Regions from separate parts of the Danio rerio genome. Here region 1 is linked to region 2. Evidence: chromatin contacts called from public Hi-C data. All regions are on one chromosome and are shown on one strand. Each heading gives the region's core, a stretch centred on a gene start, on an enhancer-like site or on the middle of the called end of the contact. The rest is flanking DNA. Distances are from core to core; before and after follow the strand shown.

Evidence for each region. Hi-C and Micro-C count contacts between places; a contact is called where the count stands out from the background.
Region 1: a Hi-C map of gastrula embryo shows a contact between it and region 2, with 3 times the contacts expected there. The contact joins the enhancer-like site here to the promoter of irx1b in region 2. A contact is called at or near these places in 8 of 18 Hi-C or Micro-C datasets (caudal fin, embryo, gastrula embryo and 2 more) and 1 of 4 datasets of contacts at active chromatin or transcription factors (gastrula embryo).

Annotation. Positions count from the first base shown.
Region 1 is chr19:30,626,867-30,630,111 of GRCz12tu, reverse strand. All of the region lies in intron 4 of LOC141379111 (a long non-coding RNA gene), which reads right to left. Among named protein-coding and RNA genes, the nearest start is that of irx4b, 46 kb to the left of the region's middle. Within about 2 kb of position 1,976, at least 5 of the 62 cell types and tissues checked have an H3K27ac peak or open chromatin away from gene starts, as enhancers often do.
Region 2 is chr19:30,547,493-30,550,625 of GRCz12tu, reverse strand. irx1b (iroquois homeobox 1b) reads left to right here and starts at 1,390. Exons shown (of 4, transcript NM_131823.1): 1 at 1,390-1,761; 2 at 2,481-3,133. The coding sequence starts at 1,516. The region is part of intron 2 of LOC141379111 (a long non-coding RNA gene); the gene reads right to left.

The DNA of each region.
Region 1 (3,245 bases), core at 727-3,226, 79 kb before region 2:
AATTGTTACATTACTAAGTATAGTATTAATATCATTGCTCATTTATTTGGTGATTTTGAAAAATATTGATATGTGCATATATAATTATTTTATGGTTATATTCTGTAAATATCTCTATACTTTTATGTATTTCATTCAATTTTTTTATTGTATGTCTGTATTTTATATTACATGTCTGTATTTTTATTGTAATTTTATATTGTATGTCTGTATTTTATATTACATGTCTGTATTTTTATTGTAATTTTATATTGTACGTGTGTATTTTATTCATTTATTTCATTAATATGCCTCTATTGCTATTCTTCGTTTATTTTTTATTTCATAACATTATTGTATCCTTATTATGACTAATATTTTAAAAAATAATTTTAAAAGGTCATATATCATCTTTCAAGTGCATTTTATGATAGTTTAAATGACTTATCGTCACTTTTGCCAGCATAAAGCTATTAAATTACATATACTTCACTACTGATTGTTGTTTTAAATAGGTAATTTTTGTACACAGCTTTTTCGTGCTTCAGAGGATCACTATTTTAAGTCATAATTCCTAGTCTTCGTTATAGTCATTAAGCAGCATATCTCCATGGTGTTGTTACATCCTGAGAGATTTTGTTGCATCTCAAAATCATACCCTATACAATAATAACTCATAAGTATCTAAAACCTTAAAGTGCATTAGAGTCAGATTTTCAGCCAATATTTATTACGAGACTGTTGCCTTATGTCATAATGAACTTAGAAAACAGCTCAGAGAAAAAACCTGAGATGAGTAAACAAAGATACAATGGTCTAAACCGTGTAAGTATGTAGGTAGGTTGGTCGGTAAGAAAGTAAGTAAGTATGTATGCAAGTAAATAAGTAACAAAGTGAGTAAACAAACTAATAAATAAATAAATGAATGAATGAACGAATGAATGAATAAATAAATAAATTTCCAGCAACAACAACAACATAATAACATAATAATAATAATAATAATAATAATAATAATAATAATAATAATAATAACAACAACAACAACAACAACAACAACAACAACAACAATAATAATAATAATAATAATAATAATAATAATAGTTGTTATTGTTGTAATTATTATTTTTTTATAATAAAACCCAATAAATATAATGTTTATGACACATAAACATAAATAAGCCCCTGGCAGTTTATTTGTGAAACAGAGTAACATTTAACAGAGTAACAAGTTAAAATGTTTCTTTCATCAGAGATAATTACCTAAAAATACTAGCATCTTTATTAAATTGAAATGTAAATCGTTTAATCCAAACAAAAACAATACCATATATTGCTGATTTAATAAAAATATAAATTTACAATGACATTATTATTATTTTGTTTATGTATAGTTAACTGTAGGTTACCAATTTTACAGTAAATACAGATGGTTCAGTTTAACTTACTTTTCATCCTTTTATTTTTCTAAATTAAGAAAACATTCGAAGTAGTTTTTTTAGATTTATACATTTGGGTAAAAGTCTAAGCCACATTTACAGAAAGTAATATGCATTCCTTTAGCTGAAAGATAGAGGGCAGCCTTGTGACAAAAACAATCAGGCGGTGTAAGCAATCTATAAAACTGCCAATCTTCAATCGTAAAATATACACGCCACACATAATTGCAAAACGTCCGTCATTTTATAAAAGCATACGACTACTATGAACATATTTGAGAAACACAAACACTTTTTTTACACAAAACAAACAATCTGCAACCTTTAACAGTGTGCTTAAATATGTTTTGAAACAATATCAAGCGATTTACATGCATGTTCATAATAAATATGTATATACTGTCATAATATGTATACACACAACTCTATCTGATGTGTCTACCATTTTCGATCCACCAAACCCCCAAAAACATAAAATATCTCATTCAAACACACACATGCCATGGACACCCTGCAGTGGCTGCCATTTAGGCGGTGTAAATAATTGAGGAATAGCATTTGCCGTCATGGCCCACATGAGATGTGTCTATAAAAGAGCATCAGATCTTCTCTTTGAGAGGAGGAGTCTGTCCTGTAACACACTGAGCTCCTCTCCAGATAATCGATGGAGGAGTCAATGACTGCACCTTTTCAAGCTGTTTCCAATATGGACTTCCTTTAAATACATCCTGAGTGTGAAGAGAGTTAAGCAGAGCCACGCAAACACTGCGGATGGCACTACGGCACAAGATACAGCCTAGCATGTGGATTATTAGGCATTTAAGCATATTATAAACGTTAAAACGTATCAGTTTACGTATGATGGGAAAGTTAGGGAAATACACTGCAGGTGACACAGCAGGATGCAACCTGGTTGATTCAATCTTTTTTATTTATCTTGTAGAAAATTTCCAGTGAAAAAAATATGTGAAGATTTCTAAAATGCATGTTAATTTATGACAGAGATACGCTTTTTTTTTTTTTTACAAAAAGGAATTTTGTAGAATTCAGAAAATACTGTAAATGTACAGTAAAATGAATAAATAAATAAAAAATTAAATAAAATAAATCAATAAAAAATATATTTTCACTTTTTTGTGTAAGTGTAATTCGGGTACGTTATGTATGACCGTATACCTCTGTAAAAACTGATAAATCAGAATACAGATAAAAGTAAAACCAAAATCTGGTGTGTGTGTGTGTGTGTGTGTGTGTGTGTGTGTGTGTGTGTGTGTGTCTGTGTGTGTGTGAGTGTGTGTGTGTGTGTGTGCACTGTAAAACATTTTGGGTTCCACACACTTCCTTTATGTTGTCACAACACAAATCGATTAAAGTTAACTTAATCACTTTTATAAATGTAAGTAGATTGAACATAAAATAAATAGGTTGTCCCCCAAAAAACCTTTAGAATTGGGTTGTTACACCTCATTTAACATAAGTAGTTTGAACAAGCACCAAACATTATTTTTTGAGTGTGTGCGAGAGAGATTTATGGCTCAGTGCAGGAGGAAAAAAAAACTCAAATAGGTTTAAAAATATATACTTTACCTGAAGTCTGCAGACAAATAAAAAATGATAAACGGTGACAAAAGAAACACTTAAAAGTGTATTTTGAATCTTTCTTTACATCAGACTGAATAAGCACTTGATGAAAAGCCAAAAAGCCCCAAATCTCAAAAGCGACTGATGCGTGTTTTTGCCTGCAGTGTCTCACCTTAAACAAACTTTGACAAAGGAGCAAACATTTCTGTTTGTATTTGCTAGTCAATACCTCAAGTAACATAAGTG
Region 2 (3,133 bases), core at 141-2,640:
CAGACAGGGGTGTTAGCCCTCATTACCAGCCGTGGATGAGAGGAGGAGAGAGAAAATATACTGGGATGGAGAGATAGGCTGTGGTTTTAATTGCAGGCTTCTCTGGTTGGCTCCTTATCACAACCTCTCAGAGGGATCAAATGGCTCCTCTGAATGGAGCATTTCATTAACCTGTCACCTTATCACGGGACAACCTGTGTGATGCTAATGTGCAAATTACCATAAACGGGATCGTTTGTTTCCCTGTTGGACATTACTGAGACCCTCTCTGGCACGCCGTGTGAACGCTTGTGTGTGTGCGCGCGCGCTGTGAGAGGGAGGGGAGCGATGATGATGATTCTCTCCGCTCCATCAAATCACTATTACACTCCATTATTGCCTTCTTCACGACTCCACACTACCAGACGTTGAAGCCGCTTATACATACAAACTCCTGAGCCGCATGCGCGTTAAATAAAACATGAAATATTGACTGGAGATAGATAGGTTATGGCATTGCGCAATCAATAAATGTCAGTGCATTTAATCGTAGATGGAGTTAATAAACACTGTACAAAAATGCCGTTTTCTATCCTATTTACATAACACTTTATTTAAAATGTTCATAGATAATAATTATATCAAGATAAGGAAAACTTGAAGCATTTATTATATATCAGTTAAATGCACAGACCGCTTAGATGATGCAAACATTTCATATTGATATGTGTAACTAAATTACATAATTGCACTATAGTAACAAGTTTATCAGTCTGTTTGTTAGCGTCAAATGTCACTTAATTCATAAAATCATGAAATTTAAAATACTTTAAATATTTTGTAACAGAACAAACTTGTCTTAAAAACACTGCTAAGAAGTTTTTAACTGTATTTTATCGTTTTATTTTTGTAAAATTAAGATTTTTTTCTTTTAATTCTTTAATTTTTTTTAAATATAGTACACTGTATTTTATTCATTTAGCCTATTAATTCGTGTGTTTACAAAAGTAAGAATAGTTAACCAGACAACTCCACTAGCATTTTTGCATTAATTGTGTCTCGTTAATATTAGCTATAAGCTTTATTAATTAAATTATTTACCTTAAATTAATATGAAGAAAGTTCAGAAATGCATAAATGCAGTCATGCCCAGCAACACTGCTCTTAACATTTTATAATGCAAAACTATTTATTTTATGTTAAATATTTATATATTTGTTGTCACATTCCACATTTTTACGCGAACAAGGCGTATATGTAACTAAGCACTTCGTTTACACTGCCACAAAAACACACAATAACACACACTGCAGCCTACTTATCGCGTGGCCCCGGATAGGAGGGGCCTCGCGCTTAAGTATCATGCCAATCAAGCCGTCAACTTCAAATTGTGAGAGGTCCAGAGGGTAGACGCATCACTAGACGTTCCTCCTGAAGAGACCGCGCTTCTGCACCAAGCGAGAGTTATTGCTGTGATTGAAAGTGGATTGCCCTTCTCTCTTGTAAATCTCCGACAGAGTTCCTCGGGAGTTGGACATGTCGTTCCCCCAACTGGGTTACCCACAGTTCCTAAACGCCTCCCAAGAGGTGTACGGAGCGGAGCGCACGGGTGTAATGCCGTCCTCTCCACGCGAGGGAAGCTCGGACAACAGCGCAAATCCCGCGACTGCAGCGGCTGCTATCACGCCGATGCTCGGCATGTATGCGAATCCGTGGACCGTGCAAAATTATAGCGCCTTCTTACCTTACAACAGTGCCGAGCTGGCCCTGCTCTCTCAGATGGTAAGACAGTTTATATATACATGTTATAAAGTATTTTACAGTGGTAAATATCTGTCTAATATATATATATATATATATATATATATATATATATATATATATATATATATATATATATATATATATATATAATAAGATGAATTAAACTTTAAACATTACATTTTGCATTAAACTATTAGTTTTAAATGTTTATCAGATGTATATTAAATGTTTTATATGGCAGTGTTTCGAGAGGTTAAAAATATAAACGCAATCTTTAAAATAATCGGAATTGAACGGATTTAAAAACTAATGTTTTTAATTAAAAACAACAAATTGTAATTTGTAGTTGTTCTACTTTCACAGACTAAAACAGTTCTGCATACATAAAAGAAGAACAAGAGACAATGACTGCATTTATTTTTAAGATTAATTAGCGATTTTTTTAATTCTCTAACATTTGAAATAATCTCTATTTTGGCACTGTAATTATCGAATAATAATTATTAAACTTTATATTTCCAAATTATAGTTCTGCATAAGTAATTTTATTTAGGTTTCCAGTGTTTGTTTTAAAAGTAAATCACTGCTAGAAGTTTGCAGCAACAGTTCATTTCTCGTGTTGAAATACTACTTTAACACTTTTCAAAATAATACCAAAATAGAAGGAACGACATTCGTATTACTCTTTCCTGTGCATGTCTACAAACCTACTGATAATTAATTTTTCTAATCCCCAGGGGTCGCAGTATGAGCTGAAGGATAACCCCGGGGCTCATCCTCCAGGATTTGCAGTGCACGCTGCGCCCGGTTTTTATCCATACGGCCAGTATCAGTACGGTGATCCGGCCCGGGCCAAGAGCGCTACCAGAGAAACCACCAGCACACTGAAAGCATGGTTGCAGGAACACAAAAAGAACCCGTATCCCACCAAAGGTGAGAAGATCATGCTGGCCATCATCACGAAGATGACCCTTACGCAGGTGTCCACCTGGTTCGCCAACGCGCGCCGGAGACTCAAAAAGGAGAATAAAGTGACCTGGGGTCGCAGTGCCGAGGACAGAGACGGGCGAATTTTCGACAGCGACAACGAGGATGATGCGGACAAAAATGACGACGAGGAAGAAATCGATCTGGAGACCATCGATATGGACAAGGCGGAGGAGCCCAGAGTGGACCAGAACAAGGAAGCAGCGAATAACCCGCACGCGATTGAAAACATTGAAACACCGCGGATATTATCTTCCCCAGCACTTAAAAACACGGACAGTCCTATGTCGAGTGGTAATAGAGAACAGAATGTGGTCAAAAGCGTTGGTGAGGTGTCTCCTGGTGGAGCAGTGTGTCAAAGGCCTGGAAACAGCAAACCCAAAATCTGGTCTTTGGCGGAGAC